Linked DNA regions of Mus musculus: all the other regions are linked to region 3. A link is a contact called in public promoter capture Hi-C data. All regions are on one chromosome and are shown on one strand. Each heading gives the region's core, a stretch centred on a gene start, on an enhancer-like site or on the middle of the called end of the contact. The rest is flanking DNA. Distances are from core to core; before and after follow the strand shown. Region 1 holds the start of Zswim6 (zinc finger SWIM-type containing 6). Region 2 holds the start of Smn1 (survival motor neuron 1). Region 3 holds the start of Erbin (Erbb2 interacting protein). Region 4 holds the start of Ipo11 (importin 11).

What was found. Promoter capture Hi-C pulls out the DNA fragments that hold promoters and counts their contacts.
Region 1: a contact with region 3 is called in a promoter capture Hi-C map of embryonic stem cells. The contact joins the promoter of Zswim6 here to the promoter of Erbin in region 3. A contact is called at or near these places in 2 of 39 promoter capture datasets (embryonic stem cells and pre-B cells).
Region 2: a contact with region 3 is called in a promoter capture Hi-C map of pre-B cells. The contact joins the promoter of Smn1 here to the promoter of Erbin in region 3. A contact is called at or near these places in 2 of 39 promoter capture datasets (cranial neural crest and pre-B cells).
Region 4: a promoter capture Hi-C map of pre-B cells shows a contact between it and region 3. The contact joins the promoter of Ipo11 here to the promoter of Erbin in region 3. A contact is called at or near these places in 3 of 39 promoter capture datasets (cranial neural crest, liver and pre-B cells) and 1 of 484 Hi-C or Micro-C datasets (CD4 T cells).

The regions. Positions count from the first base shown.
Region 1 is chr13:107,888,695-107,891,622 of GRCm38.p6, forward strand. It overlaps Zswim6 (zinc finger SWIM-type containing 6), which reads right to left and starts at 1,370. Exons shown (of 18, transcript NM_145456.3): 1 at 910-1,370; 2 at 900-908; 3 at 892-897; 4 at 887-889; 5 at 703-884. The coding sequence starts at 1,355.
Region 2 is chr13:100,123,108-100,126,115 of GRCm38.p6, forward strand. It overlaps Smn1 (survival motor neuron 1), which reads left to right and starts at 1,748. Exons shown (of 9, transcript NM_011420.2): 1 at 1,748-1,858. The coding sequence starts at 1,787.
Region 3 is chr13:103,919,189-103,921,927 of GRCm38.p6, forward strand. Erbin (Erbb2 interacting protein) reads right to left here and starts at 1,398. Exons shown (of 26, transcript NM_001289473.1): 1 at 1,058-1,398. D130037M23Rik reads left to right here. Exons shown (of 1, transcript XM_006517803.4): 1 at 1-2,739. The coding sequence starts at 805. The coding sequence ends at 2,634.
Region 4 is chr13:106,935,388-106,938,301 of GRCm38.p6, forward strand. It overlaps Ipo11 (importin 11), which reads right to left and starts at 1,571. Exons shown (of 30, transcript NM_029665.4): 1 at 1,373-1,571.

The DNA.
Region 1 (2,928 bases), core at 120-2,619, 4.0 Mb after region 3:
GCGGGGTGCCTCACGGGACGGAGAAGCGAGAGCGGCGCCCCTCAGCGGCCCGGCCGGCCGTCACTGCCGGCCGGGGTGGCTCGGGGACCCGGACGCGGACGCCGCGGAGCTCGTTGCAGACACCTTAAAGCAGCCTGAGTACGAGGGGCCGGCCGGCTAGCCGGCCGGCCGTCGGAGCCCCGAGCGGAGCGGTGGCCGAGCGGGGTTGAAGGGATCGCCACCACCCCACCTCGGACCGCGGGGCGCGGAGCAGCGCCAGAAGAAAGGACGCGAGCCGGGCAGTGCAGAGCGAGCGCCCCGGTCGGCATTGTCTGCGGCCCGCGCCCCCTCCCCCGCGCCGCACGCCCCAGCCCGAGCCCCGCGGCCACCCGCGCCTTTGTCCACGCCCGCCCCGCACACCCGCACTCAGCCTGCCGGACAGACGACCGGGACGCCGACACCCACCACCCCGCCACCGAGGGGCGCGTCCTTGCTGATTCATTTCCCACTCGCGCTAGCCCGTCCGGGGAGACGGGGGCGGGGACCAGCGGGAGGAAATGGGCGCTCCGCTCCGGGGACCGTCCGAGTCGCCCGCTGCTGCACCGCGCGCGCCCGACCCGAGGCGGCCCAGGGGATCGGAGGGGAGACCCTGCCCTCCCCCACCCCCGAGGGACAGGAGGACAGACCGAAGGACCGACGGCCCGCGGCAGCCCCGTGACTCACCGACTTGCAGGACGTTGTCTACGCAGCCACTCTCCAGCAGCGCGATACCCCGGCGGAAGGGCAGCCGCGTCTCGTCGCCGCCGTCCGCAGCGCTGGCCGCCCCCACCGACGGGGTCCCGGTGCCCGCGGCGACGGCGGCGGCGGCGGCTGAGGTGGCGGCCGGCGAGGATGAGGAGCCGCCGCGCCGCCGCGCCGCGCCCGTGCTGCCGCCCGCCGCCGCCGCCGCTGTCGTCGCCGGGGCCGCCCGCGGAGCCGCCGCCGGTGTTGAAGGACGAGTACATGCAGATCTCCCGCTCACTGCGGGGAAAGGACCAGTAGACGATGCGGCGCTGCACCGGCTCCGGGATGCGCTCGAAGCGCTCCTCCACGCGCTGGAACGGCCACTTCTCCGCCACCCTGCGCGCTGCGATGTCCAGCAGAGACTCGGGGCTTTGGGTCTTGCCCGGCGGCAGCAGCCCCAGTGCCGCGCCGCCCCCGCACGCCGCCGCCGCCGCCGCACCGCCCGCCCGCGGGCCGGGCCGACAGGCAGAGCTGTAGCCGCCACCCGCGCCGCCGCCGCTGCTGCCCCCACCACCGCCGCCGCCGCCGCCGCCGCCGCCCGGCCGGCAGCAGAGCCGTTTCGCGGGAGGAGGCTGCTGTCCGCGCTCCGCCATGACCGCGCCGCTTCTAACCCGACAGCGGAAGTGCCGGGACCCTATAAACGGCACAAGGAAGCGCGACACGCACACGCCGTGGCGACGCCACGCTGCCATCTAGGGCCCGCCGCTCCTTGTAGGGGCACGGGAGGTGTGGCCTAGGCCGTGACGACATCGCCGAGGAGGAGCGCCGATAGGGAGAACCTAGGGGAGGGGGCGGGGCCTATGCAAATCACTGGGCTGAAACATAAATAGAGCGCTCCGTGGACACGGGGGTGGCGGGGGCACCCGGGTTGGGTGCCCGGTGGGCTGTGAGAATGTCAGGCTGCTGTGACGCGGGAGGCGGGGCTCAGGCGGGGTTTCCGCGGGAGGGGTCGGGCCGTCTGCCAAGGGGAAGGGTGGGTGGGTCTCTGCGCCCCCTGTCTACTCAACTTAGCCCTCCAGCGCCCTGCCTCCTTTTGATGTCCGCCGAGCGTGGACGCTCCTCGTGGGTCGCCGCGGGGCGGGGAGGGGGGAGGGTTCCGGACTAAATGGAGGGCGGGCCGACTGCTCGATGCCCCACCCCCCAGTCAGCCGGCCCCGCGGGGAAAAGCCTCTGGGCGGAGGAGGCGCTTTCAAAACAAAGAAATGCTGCGTGAAGCCCCGGGGACGCGGCCGAGAGGAAGGCGGGGGAGGCGCGGCCCAGGCCGCCTGCTTTCCTTCCAACCCGGCGAAGCGAACTTCCCCCACCCTCGGCCGTGGCTGCGGCGCAGGGGGGAAAGGGAGGAGGGCTGAGCTCAGCCACTGTTTTCCACTTCACTTTTCGCCGACCCAGGTGGGGAAGGGGCGCGGCTGCCCCGCGTAACTGCAGCGCACCCAGCCCTGAGCCCCGGGTTCGCTCCGGCCCGGTGACACGCCAGGGAGCCGAGTCGATCGAGCGCCCGGACACGCGCAGCGCTCGGATGCTGCCCCGCAGCCGCTGGACGCGCGTCCCGAGCCGGCCGCGCCGCCCTGCCCCGCCCCGCCCTCGCACTCTTTCAGTCCTTCGGGCCAAGAAGCCGGCCCGCCCGGCTTCACCCCAGAGCCCCAGTCGCCCTCTGCCGCGACCTGCTGCAGACCCAGGGGGTCGGGCCGCTCACTTAGAGCGCACACACGGGCAGAGAGGATCGCGCAAACTCTCCAACGCGAGACGGTTGTCGCTCACGGCCGCCCGGTGGCGGACAACAGCCGCGGGCGCTCTGGAATCTGCGGCGGGGCTGAGACCTGGAGTCCTTGGCGCTCCGGACGCGCGCTGCGCTCCCTGCAGCATTGGCGGCGCCCGACCGGCGGGTCCTCCCCGCTGCAGGGCAGCAGGAGAGCGAGCAGCGCTGGGAGACGGTGCCCGGGCGCCAGCGGAGGCGGAGAAACGAGTCCCCGTCTGAACCGGGAACCCTGCGGACATTGTTCTTCGCACTCTGCAGAGCTTGGTTAGATCTCAGCCAAGCCGCAGGCTTAATGACCACGTTAGACACTCTGACTTCTTGCTCCACCTTCTGTTTTTACTGTAAACAGTGTTAGAGATACTGTCCTATTGTTGGAGATAAGCCCTAGCTCCTCTGACACTTTCGCATAT
Region 2 (3,008 bases), core at 498-2,997, 3.8 Mb before region 3:
TGGTTTTGTTCATTTCTATCACCTGTTTGGATGTGTTTTCCGGTTTTTCTATAAGGACTTCTACCTGTTTGGTTGTGTTTTCCTGTTTTTCTTTAAGGACTTGTAACTCTTTAGCAGTGTTCTCCTGTATTTCTTTAAGTGAGTTATTAAATTCCTTCTTTATGTCCTCTACCATCATCATGTGAAATGCTTTTAAATCCAGGTCTACCTTTTCAGGTGTGTTAGGATGCCCTGGACTGGGCGAAGTGGGAGTGCTGGGTTCTGATGATGGTGAGTGGTCTTGGTTCCTGTTAGTAGGATTCTTACGTTTACCTTTCGCCATCTGGCTATCTCTGGAGTTAGTTGTTATAGTTGTCTTTGTTTAGAGATTGTTCCTCTGTTGATTTTGTTACCCTCTACTAGCAGACGTGGGAGACTAGCTCTCTCCTCTGAGTTTCAGTGGTCAGAGCAGTCTCTGCAGGCAAGCTCTCCTCTTTTAGGGAAGGTGCACAGTTATCTGGTGTTTGGACCTCCTCCTGGCTGAAGATGAAGGCCCAAAACAGGATCTTTCCCAGAAGCTGTGTTGCTTTGGCCAGGAAGGTGGCCGGTTTTCTGGAGCCGAAGATGTCACCGCCTCCTCATTTTTTTAAATTGCAGGTTTTTGTGGTTTTGAGACATTGTTTCAGTGTTCTGTTGGGTAAATATCCCCTAATTTAGCTAAGGCACTCTGCCTTTTACCAGCTCAGTAGGATGTGTTTCCCAGATACTCTGTCCATGTCCGCAGCTGGGAACATTCTCTTAACAAACGATCTACACCCACATCACTATCAGTGTGCCCCTGGTCCAATTTTATTTTGTTAAATCCTGGAACACAAGAACCCACAAATCTCACTGGGCGCTTTTGGGATGCCCTATTGTCTATGCCCTATTCCAAGATCCCCTAAATTGTAGAAAACAGTGGGTTTTGCCAGGCTGTGCCCTGCCCTGGGAGAGTCCATCATAGTTTGAGACAGGGGCTCGCTGCAAACCTCTGACTGGCCTGGAACTTCGTATGTAGACCAGGCTGGCCCCAACTCATACCTGCTTGCCTCTGGAAACTCCACCCTACAAGCAGCTTCTGACTCCATCTTGAGGGAGGTGACTGAAACCTCTGGGTACACCAGAAATAGCACCATCTGCCAGGACTTATCTAGTTTTTTGTTTGTTTTCTACAGGCTGATAGGTGGCTTATTCCTGAGTCAATCTGTAAATTTATTGGGATAAATCAAAACTATGGTGGCACATGGGATATCGAAATTCTATCAGGAAAATCAGACTCAGGAATTTACCAGATATGCCAGATGAAGGAAATGGTCGACTCCCCTTACCTCAACCTTGGGCCCATTACAAAACAGACACCTAACACTGCAAAAGGCCCGATACCAACCCATCGTCTAATAATTGGTGTGTGCATCAAGAACCAGCAAACACAGGATGCCCTTATTGTGAAGGTTCATCCCAAACTCGGGAAGCTGAGGTAGCAAAGGCCAGCCTAGGCTATATAGCGAGGCTGACTTGAAAAATGAAAAGAAAAGGGCTGGAGGGAGGAAAATAAATTGGAAGAAAACAGAGGGAAAGGTTAAAAAAAAAAAAAAGAACTAGAAGACAGGTGGAGGGGAGAAAGAGAAAAGACAGATGTGGGAGGAGTGAGTTGGAAGCGTGTAGGAGGTCTCTGGCTGCCTCCGGGCCACCGTACTCTTCCGGTCCCAGAAGCCCCATGACGGAAGTCGTCATTGAGTGAGCCCGGCAGCGTCCGTGGTAGCAGGCCATGGCGATGGGCAGTGGCGGAGCGGGCTCCGAGCAGGAAGATACGGTGCTGTTCCGGCGTGGCACCGGCCAGGTGAGGTCGCGGCTCGGCGCTAGCACTCGGAGCGCTGCCCGAGACCGAGGCGGTGCGAGCTCGGGCCACATCCGCAGGCGGCTCCTGGTGCAGCTCGGGCGCCGGCGAGGCTGTGAGCCACGCTTTGGTCCTGTGTGACTGTGAGGGGATGTGCAGGAACGGGGACAGGCTGGCTGAAGCAAGGCAACCAGATAGGAGCCATTGGAAAGCTCCAGATTTAGGTCAGGATGAAGATGTTCACAGGGACTTTAGACTAAAATGCTGGTTTTCTGGATCCAGTTTTGTAACCGGAAAGACCAAGTGTTGCAAACAACAGTTGATAAAGTTTGAGAGAGAGGGATAACTAAAGTTGCCCGGAGTAGTTGAAAGTTGCTATTGACTGCATTGCATTCAAATGTATACGACAGCAGATCCGAGGCAGGGTTGGTGGTGCACGCATAATTACATGCACAAACACTTGGGAGATGGGGGCCGGAGGGTCGGGAGTTCAAGATCCTCGGTTACAGCGTGAATTCCGGACCAGCCTAAATTACAGGGAGACTGTAGAAGTAAGATAAACACTGGTAAGTACGAGGGCAAATCAGAGCCAAGTTGGTGGACTGTGCATGTGATCAGTCCCAGCTCCTGAGGCAGGAATGTGAAGTTGAGTCTAGCCTGGGAAACAACATACTCCATCTAACGAAGTTTAAAACATTAGGACCTCGGTCGTCTTATGGTATGGCAACTGATTTCTGCTTGGGGCTTGGGGTGGGAGAAGAGAATTCTGGGCAGCTTTGGGCAGTGCTGCATTTCCTTCTTTGGGGGACAGCCCAGCAATTCCTATTCTGAATAAAGCTTTGCCCTTTGTCCTCAGGGGAGCCCTGGCGGTCTGGTTCTCTCCTTAAAACCACAAGGTTCCTGTGCTAATTTGTCATCGTGGTAACTTCTTCATGCCCAGGGTGATGGGTCATGTTTACAATCTCAGGGGTAATCTTATTGATTGCAGCTTCTTTCTTGTTGCTGTTTTGTTGTTTTGAGACAGGTCTCACAGGGTAGCCTTAGGAGACTTGGAACTCTCCATGTAAGCCAGGCTGGCATCAAACTCAAGGAGATTGCCCCGTCTCAGCCCCCCCTCCCGCCCCCATTTGAATCAGGGACACATTCCATAACC
Region 3 (2,739 bases), core at 148-2,647:
TACTGCAACCAAAATTAGTTCTACCCATAAAGAAAACTCCATCGGTTCAGAAGCGTCCCTAGGTCTGACTGGTGGAATGTCTGCCATGCTTCACGAATTCCTGCCCGAACAGTCCGTACCTATCACTTATTAGGCAGAAGCAAACAAAAACAGATGGGCCAACACACATACAACTGCAAAACAGCGCCGCTTTTTCCGCACAGTGTGACTCTTCTGAAAATTTTAAGGGTTTTATTTCGCTTCCCTTCCAGTGTTGTTCCTATTCGGAACTGCATACAAGTCCTGACCAATCAACTACTTGCAGGTGTTTGGCGTTTTGTTTTGTTTTTGTAGCCATATCCTTCTCCGTCCTCATCCCTAATCTTTACGACATTCTGTTTCCTAGAACGCCAGTTTCAAGAAAAATCTAGCAGCTACTCTTCAATCAAGTAACCAAACAAGCACTGTTAAGCTACTGACTGAAAAGAACGCACGACTTACTACTACTACAAGCGGCGCCTTCGCTGTCCAGAAAAAGCAATCGGGAATGGCAGGCAGCCGGTTTCTAAAGTCCAAAGAACCAGACGTGTTCTACCGAAACGACCTCCGCGTAGGATTAACGCGAAAACCAAAACAATCGGCACCAACATAAACAAATGTGGCAGCCATCTCAGGGAGAGGGAATCAATCTCTCCCCGCAGCCAGAAGACTCAACTTTCTTCGGAAACAAAAGTTGCCAGCCTCAGCAACTTGATATACAATGTATACGTCCCGGAGCACTAAAACTTCTGGCCCTCCTGCTCAACAAAGGAACTCTTTCTTCCGATGGCTGAAAAACTTTTCGTCCCACCGCATTCTTACAATCCCCGTCTTAAAAAGAAAGGAATCCAGACGGTAGACGGGGCGAGGGGGAGAAATCAGTTCTACTATTCGGCGGCTAAAATGCCAAGGCACGGGAGAAAGAAGGGAGACGAGTCGGGCAGAGCGAGGTGGACTAAAGTACCGTCGCTTCCGGCCCACGAACTTGGCTCGACGCTTCCCGTAAAAGAAAGAAAAAAAAAGAAAGAAAAGAAATTACCTCTCAGGGTGTCTCAGGGCAGCCGTCCCGAGGCTCGGCTTGACATGGTTCCCTGCCCTTCCTCAGTGGCTCCGGGCCCCGCCGAGGCTCCCGTGAGGACGAGGCGGATGTGGAGCTGCCGCCCGGCCGGCCGCAGCAGTGCGGCTGCTCCGGTGGGGGCTGGGGTGCGGGCTGGCTTCCTGCTCGCGACTTGTGTCAGGAGTTTCCCAGCCCCGGCTCGCTTCTCCGCCGAAGGAAAAAACTTTTCACTCGTGACACCGCCCGGAATTGCCGTGCGAAACTCACTTCCTGCCTGGGTGAAAAGCAGGCTCCAGCTCGGGGCCCGGGAACCCGGAACCCCGGGGTGGCGCGCCGCGCCGCCGAGGGGGAGGGGACGGCGCCCGCCCCGAGCCGCGGAACCTCGCGCGGCCCACGGGGGGCGAGGACGCGGAGCTCGGCCGGCCTGGGCCGCACTAGGCCTCCGCCCCCACAGCCGCGCCGCGCGGGTATTGTCTCGAGTGCGCCGGCCGCGCCCTGCGCCCGCCCGGCCCCCGCCGCTCCGAGCCGGAGCCGACCGGCCGCGCAGGCTGGAAGGCGACCGTCCGTCGGGCGGTCCGACCGGCCGGCCCTGTCTCTGCCACTCGCGCTCGAACCCTCCGGGCTTCCCGCCGCCGTCCCTGCGCTCTCCTCCGTCCTCTTTCCCTGCGGTCGCGGCCGCGGCGGCGCGGTCTCCTCGGGAGCTCGCGGGCCCGCGCCGGGGGCCCAGGCTGCGTCGCGCGCCGCCGCGCCACCTTCACTCTCGAGCGGGAGACGGAGAGGGGAGGCGAGGCGGAGGAGAGAAAGGAGGAGGCGGACCCGGGCCGGGCCGGGGTGGAGGGAGTTTCTGCTTCACAGGCCTCGGCGGCAACAGCGCCACCGCCCCGGCGGCTAAGGGGGCCGAGGCTGCGCGCGGCGGCGGCGGCGGCGACGGGGGCGGGGCGGGCTCCCGCGGGGGCGCCCCAACCGCCCACAGCCAGGCGAAGGCCGGCGCGAGCCAGTCAGCGCGCACGGGGTCTACGCGGTCGACGTCGGCGGCGGGGGGCGCGGGCCGGGGGCCGCGGGCCGGCGGGGAGGCGCGCGGCGGGAGGCCCGCCACCCACCCTCCCGAGGCCCGGGCCGCCGGGCTCCCCTCCGCCCCCCACGACCCCGCGAGGCCTCCGCCGCCCGGGCCGATCGAGTTTCTTTGTACGACCGTAATTGGTGCAAAGAGGTTGTTCGAGTGCAGCCCCGATTTCCAGGCAGCAGGTATCTCTTTCAGCTGCAGCACTCCGACGCCTCTAATGGCACGCTCAGGTTGCAGGAAACCACCGCCGCTGCTCCGTGCAGCTTCTTCCCACGCCGGGCCGGCCTCCGAGCTTGCTGCAAGCGGCGACGCGGCCGGGGGCCCCTCCGAGGAGACAAAGCTGGTGCTGGGAGGCGGGGAGCGTGGCCCGCGAAATTGCCTCAAGACGGTGCCTTTGTTAGAGGAAACATTGGATGCACTCCGAGCGCCGCGAAGCCTTCCAGCCCCTACGCTTTCGGGCGTGCAGTCGTTCAGTCAGTCGCGCTGGCCCTGGTAGTTCTGCCTGGCAGGGTTTGCGTTTATTGCAGAGAGAGACTTAAGCATTCTGTCAACACATATGGCTTAGAAAGCTTCAACCATAACATTGCCGTTTTTACAGTTA
Region 4 (2,914 bases), core at 321-2,820, 3.0 Mb after region 3:
AACATCTTCAGTATATCTTATATCCAAATACTACAAGTACTATTCTGCCTTCTAGCTTGGTGCTGAATGTAAATACATTTCATAATATCACAAAATCTAAAGACTTGTTTAATTACCAAATAACTGTTGCACACTGCTTTGGAACCTCCATCCATATTACTACAACCAAATTCCTTTGAGAATTCTCTTTTGGCTTTAAGAAGTGTAATCAAGGCAAAAAAAAATGCCCTCCTGCCCTATAGCTATTACACATGTCCACAAAATAAATTAAAATGTTTATGCTAGACACCATCAGAACACCCAAAGAAGAAGAAAAAAGTCTGCAATCCTACCACCAGCAGGAAAAAAAAATTCTAATTCTACCAAAATTTTCCTCTGTGTGGAACAAAGATGTGGGGAAAGCTATCAAGCCATGTAGGTAATGATGTAAAGAAAGCTATCAAGCTCATATAATGAAGTCATTCTGCCCTTAACCAAAGAACAAAATTCTGAAATAATGTGGAAATGGAAGAGAAAAATCTCAGTCCACGAGAGGTTAAAATATATGGTTGCCAACTGCTCTTCCTTGCTTCCTTCTATACAACAAGCATATCTTAAAGGCATTATCGCATGTAACAGAGCTCCTGTAACGTGTGGAGAAGAGGTGTGCCAACTACAACCTTGGCACCAGAAGCCAGATTACCGGTCTTTGCTATGTACGCAAAAAAAAAAAAAAAAAAAAAAAAAAAAAATCACTCTGCTGTAAGATTCTCACGTTGACCACGCAATAAGAGAATTAAGGGGAAAAGAGCAAATGCTATGGGCCTCGAAATAATTTTGCTGAATCACAAATATTCCCAAATGTAAAGCTGCAGGAGTCGCTGAGCCTGTGCACTGGCGGCCATACCTCAGCATGAATCTCCTCTCGGAGAATTGATGTTGAAGTCCCTTCACTTTTTCCTTAAAGGTGAAGGAACGATCGGAATGCTTAAAGCTTTCCAAAGCACAGCTTCCACGGCAAGGTCGCGTGTGCAGCTAACTCCACACACCGGTCTTGGGAAGGGGAACACGTTTCCCTCGTGCTGTGCAGCCCAAAGCCTCCAAGGACAAATACAGCCCCCTGGCCGGCGACAGGGGACACAATAGGTACCCTCGCCTTTGCTCAGCCTGTCACTCAGACCCTGCCACGCCGCACCGTGGACCCAGCACCCAGAGGCTTCCCACAGCCCGGGAGCCCGTGCTCGCCCGGGCTACACCAGAGCCGCGAGGGCCCACGGCCACGCCGCACAGCTCCGCGGGACCCCGCGTTCCGCCCTCGGCGCGGGGTCTCTCGCTGCCCAGCCCACTCCTCCCTTCCTTCCTTCCATCCGCGCGGCTCGCGGCCGGGCCTCACCGCGTGCTTCGGTCCGGAACCGCCCGGCCCGCCCCTTTCCACTTGTCCACACGAAGCGGCGTTGGTTGCTTCCTCGTCCCCCACGCTCCTAGTCCACACGCTGCCGCCTACTGATGCCGAAAACGGCTTCTAGGAACGCGCCATGTTCCGCGTCGCCACTCCAAACGACGAGGGCGCGCTAAAATTACGTCACAGGTTCCCAGAGCGCCGAGAGGCCGAGGAGGGAGGCCATAGGACGGCGGAGGGAAGGGGAGGGAGGAACTCGAGTTCGAACCCGAAGGCGCGCGGCAGCCAATAGGGTTGTGTGCGCTTGCGTGGTACCCGGAGCAAGGCGCCGGCTTAGGGGCCCCTGTAACTATGGAAACCGTAGGTCCGGAGAAAATCGATAGTCTCCTGCGCTGATCGAAGCCTAAGTCAAAACCATTCATTGCATCTTCACTATTCTGTCAGCTACTTGGTTTAGGAGTCTGTCACGGCAGAAGAGGGTCATCAAAAGAATCCCATTGATGAACTCTGCCACCATAGGTATTTGGATGAGCATTGTTGGTTTTGGTTTTTTTTTTTTTTTTTGGGGGGTGGGGGTTAGAGTTCTGCTGGTTTTTGTTTTGTTTTTTGTTCTTGTTTTTTCGAGACAGGGTTTCTCTGTATAGCCCTGGCTGTCCTGGAACTCACTTTGTAGCCCAGGCTGACCTCGAACTCAGAAATCCGCCTGCCTCTGCCTCCCGAGTGCTGGGATTAAAGGTGTGTGCCACCACGCCCCGCTAGAGTTCTGCTGTTTAATCAGGGTCTCAGGACCCCAGGCTGGCATCGCTGAGGATGACCTTCAAATTCCGACGCCGCCACTTCTCAAGTGTTAGGGTTACATGCATATAGTCTCTGTTGGGAAGGTTTAGGAGTGCCCAGTCATTGAGTTAACCAAAGGCATTTCAAAAATAAGCTAATGTGTGTGTGGCTTTCATTCCAGAATCCAAAGAGTTCCTGGAGAGTGGGTGGAAGTGCGTGATCCTCTGGGAGCACAAAGTGGTGTAGCACAAACTCACAGCTACATGGTTGGTCTAAAATGTATCCACATTCCCGTTGATGCTAATGTTGCCAACCACCCAGAGGATGTGTCCAATGGTAGAGAGACAAGCGATAGTTAGTGTGGGAAGAAAGAATTAAGTAGTTATTAAAAAGAGAAATTTTGAAAAATAGAACTCTTTTATTGGAGTCATAGGTCTTTTGTAAATCTTAGGAAATGTTTAATTTTAAAAAATGAGCATACGCAGGCCGGGCATGGTGGCACATGCCTTTAATCCCAGCACTTGGGAGGCAGAGGCAGGCGAATTTCTGAGTTCAAGGCCAGCCTGGTCTATAGAGTGAGTTCCAGGACAGCCAGGACTACACAGAGAAACCCTGCCTCAAAAAAAAAAAAAAAAAAAAAAAAAAAACACACAACAACAACAACAAAAGCATACACAAAGTGTGTCTAGAATACTAGGACCCCAAATTAGGATGTATTCAGAAGTACTAATTTTGACTAGTATTGAATGGAAGATGCAG